2 separate regions of the Gossypium arboreum genome follow, and region 2 is linked to region 1. The links are chromatin contacts, called in public Hi-C maps. All regions are on one chromosome and are shown on one strand. The core of a region is the stretch at or near the end of the contact, and the rest is flanking DNA. Distances in the headings are between cores, read along the strand shown.

Evidence for each region. A called contact is a pair of places that touch in the nucleus more often than the background predicts.
Region 2: a Hi-C map of leaf shows a contact between it and region 1, with 4 times the contacts expected there. The contact joins the enhancer-like site here to the promoter of LOC108481576 in region 1. A contact is called at or near these places in 3 of 5 Hi-C or Micro-C datasets (all in leaf).

Annotation. Positions count from the first base shown.
Region 1 is chr1:4,720,441-4,727,838 of ASM2569848v2, forward strand. LOC108481576 (putative disease resistance protein RGA4) reads right to left here and starts at 3,483. Exons shown (of 1, transcript XM_017784688.2): 1 at 554-3,483. The coding sequence starts at 3,309. The coding sequence ends at 724. LOC108480239 (gamma-interferon-responsive lysosomal thiol protein) reads left to right here. Exons shown (of 5, transcript XM_017783153.2): 5 at 1-360. The coding sequence ends at 176.
Region 2 is chr1:4,757,140-4,764,537 of ASM2569848v2, forward strand. It overlaps LOC108483482, which reads right to left. Exons shown (of 23, transcript XM_053026456.1): 20 at 7,143-7,320; 21 at 6,850-7,061; 22 at 5,745-6,011; 23 at 5,491-5,656. The coding sequence ends at 5,612. Among protein-coding and RNA genes, the nearest start is that of LOC108481988, 11 kb to the left of the region's middle. Within about 2 kb of position 4,477, at least 2 of the 2 cell types and tissues checked have an H3K27ac peak or open chromatin away from gene starts, as enhancers often do. A contact at or near this core is called in leaf, where this site is marked.

The DNA.
Region 1 (7,398 bases), core at 2,233-4,732:
AGGCTTATAAAGGTGCTAATATGCCCAAGGCTTGTAGTGGACTGACCTTCAATCAAATCTACAATAGGAAAACTATCCATCCAGTTTGCTATAAGGAGATACCACCATTAACATTGTCATCAAGAACCATACCAACTGTTATGTCATGGATACGGAAGATAGTAACTTCTATGTAATTGTTTCAGTTTTAAGGATGCATTTCAAACCTTGTTAATATAATTATATATCTATGTATTGACGGTTAACTGTTAAGCACTATGCTGAAGTTTATGTAAGTTGTGCTCAACTGCTTTTGCTAGTGTTTGAATCAGAATGTGGTCTTCGTTAAATTGCATATATAATGAAAAATCTTTATGAAAATTATGTTTGTTCTGCTGATGGAAGATAAATTTCAAAGATCAAGCTGCTTCTCATCACTGGTAGGCATTTTATGTATTTTATTTTCAGTTTTTTATGGAGAGAAGTCCACGGTAAAATAATTTGCTTAGGTGAATTTCTGGGATCAGTTATTTAGATGTTGGAGTTATTCGCCGAATATTTGCATGGATGGCAATAGACCAAGGGATGGTTACATTAAAATACACGGTAAAATAAATAACTTCTTTGTCTGATACACACACATATAGAGAGAGAGAGATCAAATTACAAAGCATATGAGGAGCATAACATGGAGAAAGTCACTTGGTCCAAGCATCTACGAACTCCACTTGACCTGCCATTAACTTATTCATCATATCTGATTGAGGTCTCCAAGTCATTGCTGACATAAAGCTGAGGGACGTGAGCAATTTTAGGCCACTCTTCACCAGTTTGTTTCATGCATCTTTTGCCTAATTTTGGACACCCTGTGATGCCCACTTGTTTGAGTGCAGCAAGCTGTTGCATCCCTTGGGGTAGAGACAACAGCTTTGGGCAATCTACAATCCCGAGCGTTTGAAGCGACACGAGATATCGGAACCACCTTGGTAATGTTGAGAGATTCTCTAACCCGATGATGTACAACTGCTGCAGAGTCTTGGCGGATCCTAGAAGGATCCATTGCGGAAGTGACACCACTTTCGGCAATCCTCGAATAAACAATTTCCGAAGGCTTCCGGCTTGTTCCCCTTCAAGTTCCTGCCCCATACAGAGATCAAGCTTCTCACAATCACTGATGACCAAAATCTGTAAAGCAGTCAGGTATTTCAAACCTGGTGGCAATGAAACCAAGTTTTTGCATTCATCAATGACCAATATCCGAAGGGCTGTTAGTCTTTGCATGTCTTCAAACAAATATTTTAGGTTCCCACATGCATAAAATCTCAAAAACCTAAGAGAACTTAGGCACTCTATTCCACTCTCTTGTAAATTCGCCTGTTTTGTAGTTATACATAGTGTTCTAAGGCTAATCAGGTACCTTATATCTTTGGGCAATGCTTCAATTCCCCTGCATCCGCCAAGAAGAAGTGTTTGCAAGCTCTGCAAATTGCAAATGGAAATTGGAAGCCTTTCTATGTTGCCATTGCCATATATGCTCAAATATCTCAAGTGCTTTAAATAACCTATGCTGTTCGGCAATTGCTCGAAACTACTGTTGACCAAATGCAGCACCCTCAGATGTTTGGACCTTGAGATGTAATCTGCAATAAGTGATTCGCTACTGGCCTTCTGTTCTTCATTTGACGAGATAATAAGTGACTGCAGACGGTCCAAGTTATTTGGCAACGTGGAAGCACCTTGCCCTGACGCATCTAACCACAAATGTCGAACATTTCCGGTCGAACAATGGTTGAATGAATTCACCTCATTTTGTACCACCGATAATGCAAGATCATGTACTAGATCATGCATCTTGAAGGTGGAATAAAAGACCCCTTCTTCAACTTGTTGGAAGAACGATCTTGACCATAACTCATGTATGTACCGGTTCCCAATATCTTCCGGCTCTTCATTTTCGTTGGAAGATTGCAGAAACCCATTCGCCATCCACAACAAGGTCAACTGCAAGCTATTGAATTCGAAGTCTGTCGGAAAAACTGAACAGAAAGCAAAACATTGCTTTAAATGCCAAGGCAAATGATCATAACTTAGTTTCAGAGCAGGCAAAATATCATTTTCCTTCTGTTCTAGCTTCCATATCTCACTATCCCTTACAAGCTCCCAATCATATTCCACCCTAGTTGAACAAAGCAAACTACCTAATGTCTTCACAGCCAAAGCAACCCCTTTGCATTTTCTGACAATTCCTTCCCCAATTCTTACAAGATTCTTGTGTTGCACCTCTTCACCCTCTTTGAAAGCAAGCCTAAGAAACAAAGACAATGAATTTTCATAAGAGAGATGCTCTAAATCATACTGTGGAACTGTGCTTGTGATTGCAGCCACTTTGTGGCTACGAGTGGTGCAGATTATTTTGCACCCTTGGCCTCCGATAGTTAACAAATCCTTTAGCTCGATCCATTTTCTCTTGTCCTCGTTCCATACATCATCCAACACGATCAAAAACCTTTTAGCCTTCAAACCGTCTCGTAAAACCTTATGCAATTCCTCCTTGTTCATGTCCTTGCACATCGTAGTACCAGTTGCGGATTTAATGATCTTTATCATCAGTTGCTTGACATCAAAATCCTCTGTAACACACACCCAAATTCTCAACCAGAAATGAGTTTTCACTCTTTCATCATTAAACACTAGTTGAGCTAGAGCGGTTTTTCCGATACCGCCGATTCCAACTATTGCGAGGACGGGGATATCGTCCCCTTCGCCATCCCCATCAGTTGGATTCATTAAGAACGCCACCATGTTTTCTTTATCTTCATCGCGACCGATCACATCGGACGTCTTCACGAACGAGTAGGTTTCCCTCTGGCCATGGATGATGTTCCTAACACGATGATGTCTCTCGAGGAGATGAAACCTGGATTTATTGCTTTCGATCTCGTCCAACATGTCCTTCACCTTTTTGATCTTTCGTCCCATACGAAGACGAAAGGTCAACGAGTTCGAGCCGGACAAGAAACGGCTTACCTTTCTCCTACTGCTCCCACGTTCCATGACTTGCCGCCTTAGTGCTTCGATCTCAAACTCGTCCAACAAGTCTTCTACTCGGTAACACCCGTCTTTGAACTTCTGTAGCCAAAGGGTTATCTCCCTGTTATGGTTCTGTTGCTCTTCCGCATCCACCAGCACAGCTTTGATAGCCATTAACACGTCCCTGAGCTTTTCGAATTCATCTTGGACGTCCCAAAAACAACCAATTTGTTGGAAAGCAGCACTGCTCAGTTTCGCCAATACATTCGCTGCTACTTCAGCTGCAAAAGCCTCGGCCATGGTTGAGTTGATGGAAAAACAAAAAAGGGTTATAGCAAATAGCTCTCGCTGAAATCTAAAGCTTGATTGGTTGGACTACAACGTTTGCTAATGCGTTTACTACAAAAATCCTCTGCCTTAAGTAGACCTATGCATGTTGTAGTTTTTCCTGTGCCCCACAAAGAAAATCACATGGCATCCATCATTGTAATACTAAAAGTAGGTTAATATATCTTTTGGTATTTGACTTTCTTCAATATTAAATTTGGCAGCCATGCCAAAGGGGCCCAATGAGAATGTGTTAACGTGTGAATGTTCTAGTAAAAAAAAGGTTTAATTCACTATTTAGCCCTTGAAGTGTATTTATTTTCTCATTTTGGCATCTAAATATTTTTTTACTTAAAAACATTTATTAAAATTAAAATTATATTATAAAAATAAAAATTATATATATTTTATTTCTCTCTCCCCCCCTCTCTCCTCTTCGTCTTCAAAAATCAAATGCTCTGTTTTCTCTTATCTGCAATTTTGCATATTAAATGCTATGCCATAATCATTGAAGATATATAATACGTTGATTAAACAGAAACCATGCTTATTTTAGTTGGGTTCTGAATATCATTATCCACAAATTCTTCCCACATCTCAGAGCTGCAACTATATGATTCACACCAGTAAGGACTTCAACTATCTCATCATAACTGTAGCTTCTTTGGTTCCCTAAGAATAATTTGGGTTTATATTTATTGTAAGCAACTGCAAAGGCAACATTTTGAATTGAAACTGCAGCACTAACAGGATTTAGTTGAGCATAGGGATGAAACAGAGACAAGATCCAATAACAGAGGCAAGATCCAATCTGTTCATCCCTTATTCTCACCATAAAGCATCTCCCATAAATTCTATCAAAACTGAAATTTTTGCTTGGGGTTTGTCAAGTATCAAAACCATAGAATCTTTTAAAAGTAAATATTTTCATTCATGTCTATTTACACAAGAATATTTGAAATCCATAAACATTGGTAAGTTTTTCTTTAGGGGACTTTGTTATCAAGGGCTGATGCATTCAAGCTCCATTTGCAAGAGAAAGGTGCTGGTTGTTGGATCGAAATTGAAGAACATTAAAGAAGATGAAGAAGAAAATTTTTTTATAATATATAACCCTTTTTTAAAAAAAAAAGCAAAATATAACCACGTGTGACTTTTTAATTGGTGAAAATTATTTTCTAACGTCCCTTAAAATATAGATTAAAAACTATAACAAATAAAATATTTAGGTACCAAACTGATCAAAACAAAGTTTAGGTATTAAAATGAGAAAATATGTATATTTTAAGGGTCAAATTATGAATTAAGCCTAAAAAGATATAGGTACTTAAGTGAGCAAAAATACTCAGTTGACGGACGAAATTAAATATTGAAGTCGAACTCAGGTGCTCAATTGGAAAAAAAAAATCAAGTGCTAATTTGAATATCAACACCAAATTCAAGTACCTAACATTATATTAACCCTATTAAATATAATAAGTGCAAAGGAAATAAAAAATGATTTAATCATGATCTAGCCCTTGAACTATATCAATTTTTCATTCTGGTATTTAAACTTTTTTTATCATGTTTTAGTATTATAGGAAATTTATAGAAATAAAATAATAATTTATTACCCAAATAATATAAATCCACTTTTGTTTACACATGATATTTTTGAACGATAAAAAATTTTGGCTTCCCAACTCCCAAAATTTTCATATTAAAAAAGGTCAAATTTTAAAAATTTTAAACTTTAAAATAAAATAAAAAATGAAACATAAACACTCTTCAAATTTCAGAAATAAAAATAAAAGATTTTAAAAAATAAAAAATTTAATATTCAATGTTATTTTAATTGGACTAGACCAATTAGACTAAAAATTAGTTAGGATATTGATACGGTAAGAGATAAAAACTGATTGACTTGTTGATTTCGGTCTAATTAGTCTAGTTCGATTTTTATAACACTAAATTTAGGATCTTTTATATATTTAAAATATTTTTTCATATTTTTATTTTTTACAAAATATAATTTTAAACTTTTATGTTTTTAAAAATAAAAAATAAGTTTTTTAAAAAATCAAGTATTTTTAAAAGGTATGAACTAAATTAACAAAAAAAATATTGTAAATGTTTAGGGTTAAAAAGTATAAATATTTTAAAAACTAGTTAACCTTTGAACTGGTACAGGTTGATTGACTCGAGCTAAAAAATCATTTGAACTTACAGTTGAATCGATTTTTATAATTCTTTTTGTAATTTATTTATTTTGAACTAGTCATGCCAATAGTTTTGGGGACTAGTTTGAAATTAGTTCAATTATCAGTTCAATCAAATTTTTAACTCAGCTTGATACCCGGATTGATTTCTTGTCCAATTAGTATGGTTTAATTTAAATAACATTAAACTTTAATTTTAAAAAGTTTTTATTATTTAAAAAAAAAAATCTTGTTTTAGTATGGAAACATTTTTGGGTTTCCCAATGTCCAAATCGACACAGTTTGGGAAACCCAAATATTTTTAAAATAAAAAAAAAGTTGTACATTATTTGAGTAATAAATTATTATTTCACTAAATTTCCTTAGAGCTATCATTTTCCTTCATCCAAAGGCAGATGAAGAGTGGGAGACAGATACAGAAGCAGTCAACGATGAGGCATGATGCAAATACCACCCGCCGTTCCTTTTTTTGAATTTGTCGCCAATTTGTATGGAAGCATCATTTAAAAAAAGAAAATTAAATTTTTTTATTGTTTTAATATTGTATGATATTTAACGAATGTTCGTATTTTTTATGTTGTTTGACGATGTGATGGCTTTACTTATATCTAAAATGAATTTCTCATAATTGAATGACTTTTAAATTAACACATTGACATTACCTAATTTTATTATAAAAATATATAATTCTTATATATTATCTAACACATATCCCATTTTAGTAATTAATTATTTTATTTATTATCTAAGTATAAAACCCATGTTTTTGGTTCTTACTTTTAGGGCGGCTTTGGGGGCTCTAGATTACTCAATAGATCTTATAGCAAATATTTTAAAAGTATTACTATAATTTATGTTTTGCCTTCCTTATATCCTTCAAGCAATTTGTATTTTAAAAAAAATTATATTGATTAAGTTTTAACTTAATTATTATGGATATTATTGTCAATATAGAAAGATGTGAGTTTAAGTGTCTTTGAAGCGTATTATTCTTTTATTTATAAGCTATGAATAGTTTTAGGCATTATATAAAAAAAGAATAAATATTATCAAAACTTATAATGAGATTATTCAAAAAAATCTATTACAATTGACTTTTCAAAAAATAACTTTTCATAGGTACAAATAGATTTTATATTATATGTGGTGTTAATGTATTTTAAGCTCCTTGTCTAAATTAGGACCGATTCATTTAAAGTTTTAAGCTCCTCGTTTTCATCATTTTGGCTTTATAAAACATTTTATTAGTTTCTAATTTTCGAATATTTTCATTTTTATTTTTAAAATTTATTTTAATATTTTCAATCAAACATGTTTTTTTTCCTAATGTTTTCCATTTTCTAAAAAAAAACGAAAATAAACTCTTTTAACCAAACAAAGCCTTAGTTTTTCTTTTCGGTTTTATAAGATTTTATTTTTCTATATTCTTTTAGTTTGTAGAAATTCTAAATTCCATTATTTCACTTTACAAAATAAAAATAAAAGTTAATCTTTCTACTTTAATTTAGTTCTCGTACTTTATGAAAACTAAAAGGTTAGTCAAATTTAATACCATTGCCAAACGTTGCTATTAAATTACTGACCTAGAAATCAATAGTTCAATAATTTATATACATAAAATTAACAAAAATCAATAGTGTAACAATATATATATATATATATGCAAATTAGTAAAAATCAACGGTTTAAGTTCATATATCTACCAACAATTGGATCAACTTTCCAATTCTCATATACCAAGTAGTTTATGTTCCGTTTCGGTTAAAATTTCGGTGCATTTTAGCATGTTTCAATCAATATCGGTGCGTCCCGACCTATACAAAATTTTGATATTTTGAACTAGTTTTTAAATTTTTATCTT
Region 2 (7,398 bases), core at 3,227-5,726, 38 kb after region 1:
CATTATCAAGTGGGAAGAAAAAATATTTTAAGGAGGTTAAAATTAAATTTTAACTTTTACAATAATAAAAATATAATTTTATAATTTTAAAGAATTAAATAAAAATTTTATATTTTAAGGGACAAAGTACAACTTTACCTTTACTAAATAATGTAAATAAAAAATTTTTATTTTAAAATATTCCAAAGCCTGTTAGCCCCTAACTACACCCTAATTATTATGATATAATTAAGAAGAAAACTACATTATATTTATAAATAAATTAATCCAATCCTAAAATGATTTCGTCTTTAAAACTTATAAGACAAGCATGGTTAGCATATCTATTTGCATGCTAACATTATTGAATATTTATTCCTCTGATGAAAGCTAAATTTGAAATATCATTTAGGGTTCTTTAGTTATTGAAAAAATATAGTTTAGGAAAAAAATAGAATATGTATAGTTAGGGATTGAAATGTCAACAAAAGTATGTTTAACATAAGAAATATTATTTTTGGAGTTTAAATATTCCAGAAGTAGTCTTGATTTGAATGGAGTGAAATTTATTGTCAGACACTTGTTTGGCATGAGTTCGAACCGTATTACTTTTATCCCTTATCCCTAATATTATATCAAAAAAAATTCACGAGTTAAATGGGTAACATGTATCCTTTTAGGTGTAACAAAATAATAATAATAATAATAATAATAATAATAATAAATTATGTTTTGTTGAAATTAATCCATAATATAAAAAAATTAAAATAAAAATGCTAACTTAGCCAAAAGCACAATTTCTTTTTAAACTTAACTAAATATGATTCTCTCGCTTTTAGTTGTGTTAATTATTTATTTGTGTCAAATTATGGTATATAATTTGAAGGTTAAAATATACTCTAATCCTACTTTTAGTTTCAAAAATTTAGACTCTCTACTTTTTAAAATTCTAATTTCAAATTTAATTATTACCATTGATGTGATATTTTAAAATTAAAAAAATTCACTTGGTAATTATGTTTATATGAATTTTTTCTCTTAAAAGTATTCATTCGAACTTGTCACGATAAAATAATTTTCCTTGTTGGAATATTATCCTAAGAAAATTACCGTTAACGGTTTTAAATAGTTAACAATATTAAATATTTAGGCTAGCTAATGACATTATAAAAGTAGAAAGATAAAATATATATAAAAAATAAAGCATATAGATTAAATCTCAAGTTTCGCATAGTATAAGGCTAAAACTGAAGTTTAGTCATTGTCTTATGATGTAAAAAAAATACAGAAGACAAACCTAAAAGACATAGAAAGCTAGTATCCATTGTTAATTATATATAACCACATAATATTTTAATCGAAAAATTAATGATACTAACTATTTAGACTAATTAATAATAATATAAAAATACAGGGACCAAATTACTTTAGAAATTAAAGTGTACCGTTAAACCTTAAATTTAAGCATCATAGAAGGACTAAAATTGAAATTTAATCATTTTTTCTAAAACTACAAAAAAAAGGGTAAGATATTTGCAAACCTAAAACAATGTAATGTTTTAACCGAAAAGTTAACAATATTAACTATTTGGACTAATTAATAATATTATAAAAATATAGGGACCAATTTATATTAAAATTAAAATATAAAGATTAAATCTTAAATTTAAACATATCGAGGACCAAATTTGAAATTTAATCATTTTTATATGGCAAAAAAGAGAAAAAGGAGCATGGTTTGGGTGTGCCATGTGTAAGTAGAAGGAAACAATATAAAAGTTAGGTATTATAAAGATTAAGTCTTAACTGTAAGCATAGTAGAGGGACCAAAATTATATTTAACCATTTTCATATAAAACACAAAAATAAATATTCAAAAGGACGTTTTCAATTATTTAATAATATTTTTATTGTAAAAAAAGCAACTTTTGATCTCAAAAGTTGTGCAAGAATAAGAAAATAACCAAAATGCTATATTTATGTAATTTAGTTTTAGAAACTTATTTTAGCTAATATTTTCAAATTTTAATGAAGTAAGCAAAGGGTATTTTTCATATTAATTTCTTTGAAATTTTAAAAATTAAAATCTGGTCCTTGGGGGTCACAAAGTTGAAGTGAAAAAAAGTAAAGAATGGAAGTAGCATGAGTGATACATGATCTTTGTTCAAAGCATTGATGTTTGTTCATTAATTATTATGAGCTGATTGGATTTTTTGATATTTTAAAATTATTTATGATAATTCGGATCGATTTGTTTTTAATTTTTATATATTAATTTTGAATTTTAGGTTTTGAAATTTTATTTTGATAAAATTGATTTCCTTTTAAGCTTTTCGGACATTATTTACATTATTCGATAAAGTTTTGATGTTCTTTAATTAATTTTTTGAGTAAGTAAAACATCAATAAATTTTATATATTATTTTTAAATATAAAATATTTTTTATATTATAAAAAATAAATAAAATTTAATTGAATTCGAATTATCAACTAAAACTATTCAAAATATCATAGTTGTAATTAATTTTCAAGCTCTAGATTTTTTTTCCTACCCTACCTTTCACCTTTGTTTTATTTAGTATTCTTACCTACCATTCCCTTTCTAATGTAGGGTCTATCTCCGTGTGATGTTGACCCAAAAGTGGTGAACGCTTTCCAATGTCTAGCTTTTTTGGATAAACTTTTTTCGGGCACACAATAAAAACAAAACCCTACTATTTTGACTCTCGTATTTTTTCTTTCCTAATTAATTTTTTACATTCTGTAAGAATATTAAAGGATAGACGTTGGTCACGAATTTTAAAATTATTTCATGTTTAAAATGAGGATTAAACCTTTGACTATTAGTTAAGATAGGAGAGACTTTTATCATCTCATCCAACTCCCGTGGTTATTTTAACTCTCATATTAATCATTGATTAATTTATTTCAATTTTAAAATTATGAATAGAAAGCAACTTATCCTAGATTTTGATTTGTAATTTCATTTTGAACCTATGAAAATTAAAATTTTAATTTATCTATTTTAATTTAACAGAATTTGATTCTTGTATTTTGTGAAAATTAAATCATTAATTTTTTATTTTAATATAAAGGTTTAACAATGTTATTAATTTTCATGAAGTACGTTAAAGTTATTAAAATTGCTCAAGTTTTATAAGTTAAAAGGAGTGAAAACATTGCCTTAATCAAAATTTAATTATCAATAGGTTATGGTACACTCAACGATGTGAGTAAAAATATTTATTTAATAAAATTATTAAAAATATATATAAATATTAAATATGTCTTCAGTTAAGATGGTAAAACTTTTTAATATGCATTTTCTAGATTTTATATGAAAACATAAAAGATAAAAATACCTTTAAAATAATATTTACTCCTTTGTGAAAATAAAAAATTTTAATAAGATCCAGTTGAGGCGACATTGATTCAGACAAAACTTTACATATTAGTATAGATAAATAAAATGATGTTAACAACCTCTTAGCCCAATAATAAGAGCATCATGTTGTAGGTACGAGAGTTTGAATTTGATCCAAATAACCTCATTCTCCTCCCTCAATTATAAAAAGAAATGGATGATTATTTTATTTTTTTCTTAACATCTAAGATTTAAATTGAAATGTAATCAAATTTAAAATTTATTAAATATCATTTTATTAAAATTGATTATATCAAGTAATTAAATAAAACCTTGAATTAAAAAAAGTAATTGGATAAGTTTATTTATTTAATTATTTTTGAAAGGATGGATAAGTTTATTTAATAGTAGTACTAAATGATTCTGTATGGTGCTACTTAGCTAAGAAAAAAAGCATATCTTAATAGATTGAAATTTGAATAAAGTTTGTTTTTCTCCTTCGATTGTGCGATAACGGCCCCACACTTGCGTGGCCGTAAGTGTAAGGCCCTATAATTTAATTTTGAACCGTCCTTTGATGGGCCTACCAAACCCCACCAATATCAATTTTTCTTATCTATTAGAATGATGAAATCTTTTTTTTATACATATATTAATTTGAATAGTCCTTTATTTGTATTTTTTAAAAATTTGAATACCAGAGATTATGTGTTTTGATTAATTTCATTATAATTTGATGATAAATAATCCACAATTTAAACTTGAAATGACTTGAATAAGTAATCTAAAATAATTTGAAGCGAAACAATTAAAATTAAAAATTTACTCAAACCTGAAAAATTTTAAACGAGTTAGTTTTATCCAAAACTAACTCAATTTGCACAATTTACATGTATGCAATGGATTAATCTAAAGAAAATTTTAGATTTTAATTCTGAAAAAAAATACAGGGTTAATTGCACCAAATATTCCCAAACTATGGGTCAGACTTTAAATTGAACTTTAAATTTCAGAACGTTCCAATTGAATCCTCTTACTAATGTATAGTTTCAATCAGATGGTTCCGCCAATTTAACTATTCGACCATGACATGACTTTAAATGTCTAATTAGATCAAAATATTTATTAATTCATGCGTTCTAAAAAGATATCACATCAAATTTACATGTACATAATGGATTAGTCTAAAGAAGGTTTTAGATTTTAGTTCTGGAAAAATATAACCAAATGTTCCCAAACTATGGGTAAAACTTTAAATTGAACTTTAAATATCAACATGTTCCAATTGAATCCTCTTACTAATGTATAGTTTAATCAGGTCCTTCCGCAGACGTTAGATGTCAAAATAGATCTAACATGTTCAAAAGTATTTATTAATCCATATGTATCTTTAAAAAAAACCACATCAGATTCAAAATGTCATTTAACGCGGACATTAACGTGATTCAAATGATGTATTAATTTGAGGATTGAATTAAAATGCTTTGAAGTCTAATAATCAATTTAAAATTTAACCTGTAATTTGAGGACATCTAATGGAATTATAACCCATATTACAAAGAATAAAGGCAAACGATTGTCTAACAACTGACAAACTATCCTAGAAAAAGATCTTAAAAAAAAAAAAAAACCTCTTTAAAATGAGCTTCCCATGAGCTCAAAAGAAAATCAGTATAATCCAAGTAATTTTATAAAAGATTTAGTAAATTATATTAAAAAAATTCGGTAATTTACTGAAAACATCATCATATTTTAACTAATTCAGTAACTTTAAACAGCTCACACTAACACTCCCCCATCGAAGTTATTTATGTTAAAACATGCAGCTCGTCTTTTTATTTTAGCAAAGTTATAAGGATCTAGTTCATATGCTTAAAAATTATATTATATTATATTATATACATATATTTTTTGGTGAAAATATTATATTATATTTTAGATTTAAAAATCCTAATTCAATCATTGGTCATTGAACTTTTTTGCCAATGGCATGTTTACTAATATGTTAAATTGACAAAATTTTGAAACATGCCAAGTTGACATTTATGTCATGACATGTATTTATTGGACGATTGAACTAGGAGTTTTAATATTTAACTTTTTAACTATATGGACTAAATATTAAACTTCATCGGAAGTATAAGGACTGATAGCAAATTTTGCCCTTTTATTTCATCTAGATTCTAGAGATGCACTGCCTATACAGACGAATGTATACCTTCCAAAGCAAAAGAAATAGCCTACTATGCCAGGTAATATATCCTATAGTCAGTGACATTCGATTGCTAACATTCTAAGGGGTGAAAGTAGACCCTAACGAAACAAAAACAATAGATCAATTTATAGTATATATATTATTTGAAAAGGAATTTTAATCATATGAGATAATAGAAAGTGCTACCCGAAGATCATTCGAGGTTCCGCATGTATACATCCGATATGTTTCTGTATCCTGTTGATAATCTCTGTGGCTGCTGCTTGCGTAGTGATTGTCACTGGCATTATCGTGCATTGAGAAGATGATCTCCCTGAGGATTGGTTCATGGCCGTTCAGATGATTTCCCATGCTTAAAACTTTTCTCCATGACTGATTAGCGGTTGGTGGCGTGAACATATTTGACACAACTTGTCTCTCATTCTGACTTAGTTGCAGCTTCATGTCAAATTCCTAAGCAACATAAATGTTTGCAGAGAATTTAAACTCAAGACAATTGCAGCGAAGTTTCTAAGGGATAGGCAAATTTTAAATTAAGAAAAATCAAACTGGAATTAAATTCAAGTTAATTCCTAATTCCAAACAGTTATGTAGTAGAAAACTACTAAATTGCTGAATATTTGCCACTTTTTCCATCAGGTTAACTGCACCAGATGTCCCAAACTATAGTCCATATTCTAAATTAGTTCCCAAACTTTAAAGCATTCTAATTGATTCCTCAAATTATCAATATCATATCAATTATATCATTTTGCCAACTTGGGTGTTAAACACTAGCTCGGATTTGATGTGAAACATATTTAAAGCACTTGGATCAAATTTTAAATACGTAAGAACCTGCCACTCAGGCAGCTTGGATCTAGCATGTTAAAAAAAGCCCTCATAAATTTTAATGACACTGTTTCTTTACATATTACATCCAAACTGTCAATGTAGTAGGTACATATGTTCAAAATTTGGTCAACACGTAGACATTAGATCCAAGTGGGCATTTAACAACCAAGCTGTAGATTGACGAAAGGATCGGCTTCATATGATACTGATACTTTGAGAACTCAATTAGAACATTTTAAAATCTATGACATAGTCTGGGGACATCAAGTAAAATGTACCCTTTTTCATTTCAATTTATTCAAAAGCATGAAACTGAAATCAGATGGACTTTCTAACAGAATAGTCCACTGAAATTAGTCCTTCTAGAACATTGATTCACTAATATCCATGAAAAAAAGAGGGATTAATCTGCTAGAATGCTAAAGCAGCGGAGATTCATGGCATAGAGGCTATTTACCTTCTGAGTATCTACATCAGCTAAGCCAATTCCCATGGTTGGAAGGTAAAAGTTGTAGTAGTTACTGAAAATGGCTTCCGAGATTCGTGGCACTTGTCTAAATCTACGATGAAGGGAAGCTGCAAGTATTAACAACTTCTCGACATGTTCAAAGACAACACAAAGCCGTTGGAGGTCTTCAATAGTGTCACTGGTGTTAGATAATAGGTTCACTGCAACATTACAAAAGAACTCGAAATTTAAATGACCTCAATTTCAAAGAAGAATAAACTTCTCAGAATGATGAACAATACCTTGCAAAGGCCTTAACGTAGATGCCATAGTAAGGTACAGTTGGTCCATTTTCGTGTCCATCTCCTTCAAGCTTCCATAATTTGTTTGGTTTAGAGTGTCCGCTGACGCTCTGAATGCAGAACAGACCATTTGCTCAAGCAACTGATGGGGTTGCATAGTTTCCAGGTAATGAAGGATCTGCAGATTTAAGAAGTCATAAAAGGTAAAGCTGTAATCGTCTAAGAACTATTCAACCTCAGTTATAACCAAATTACA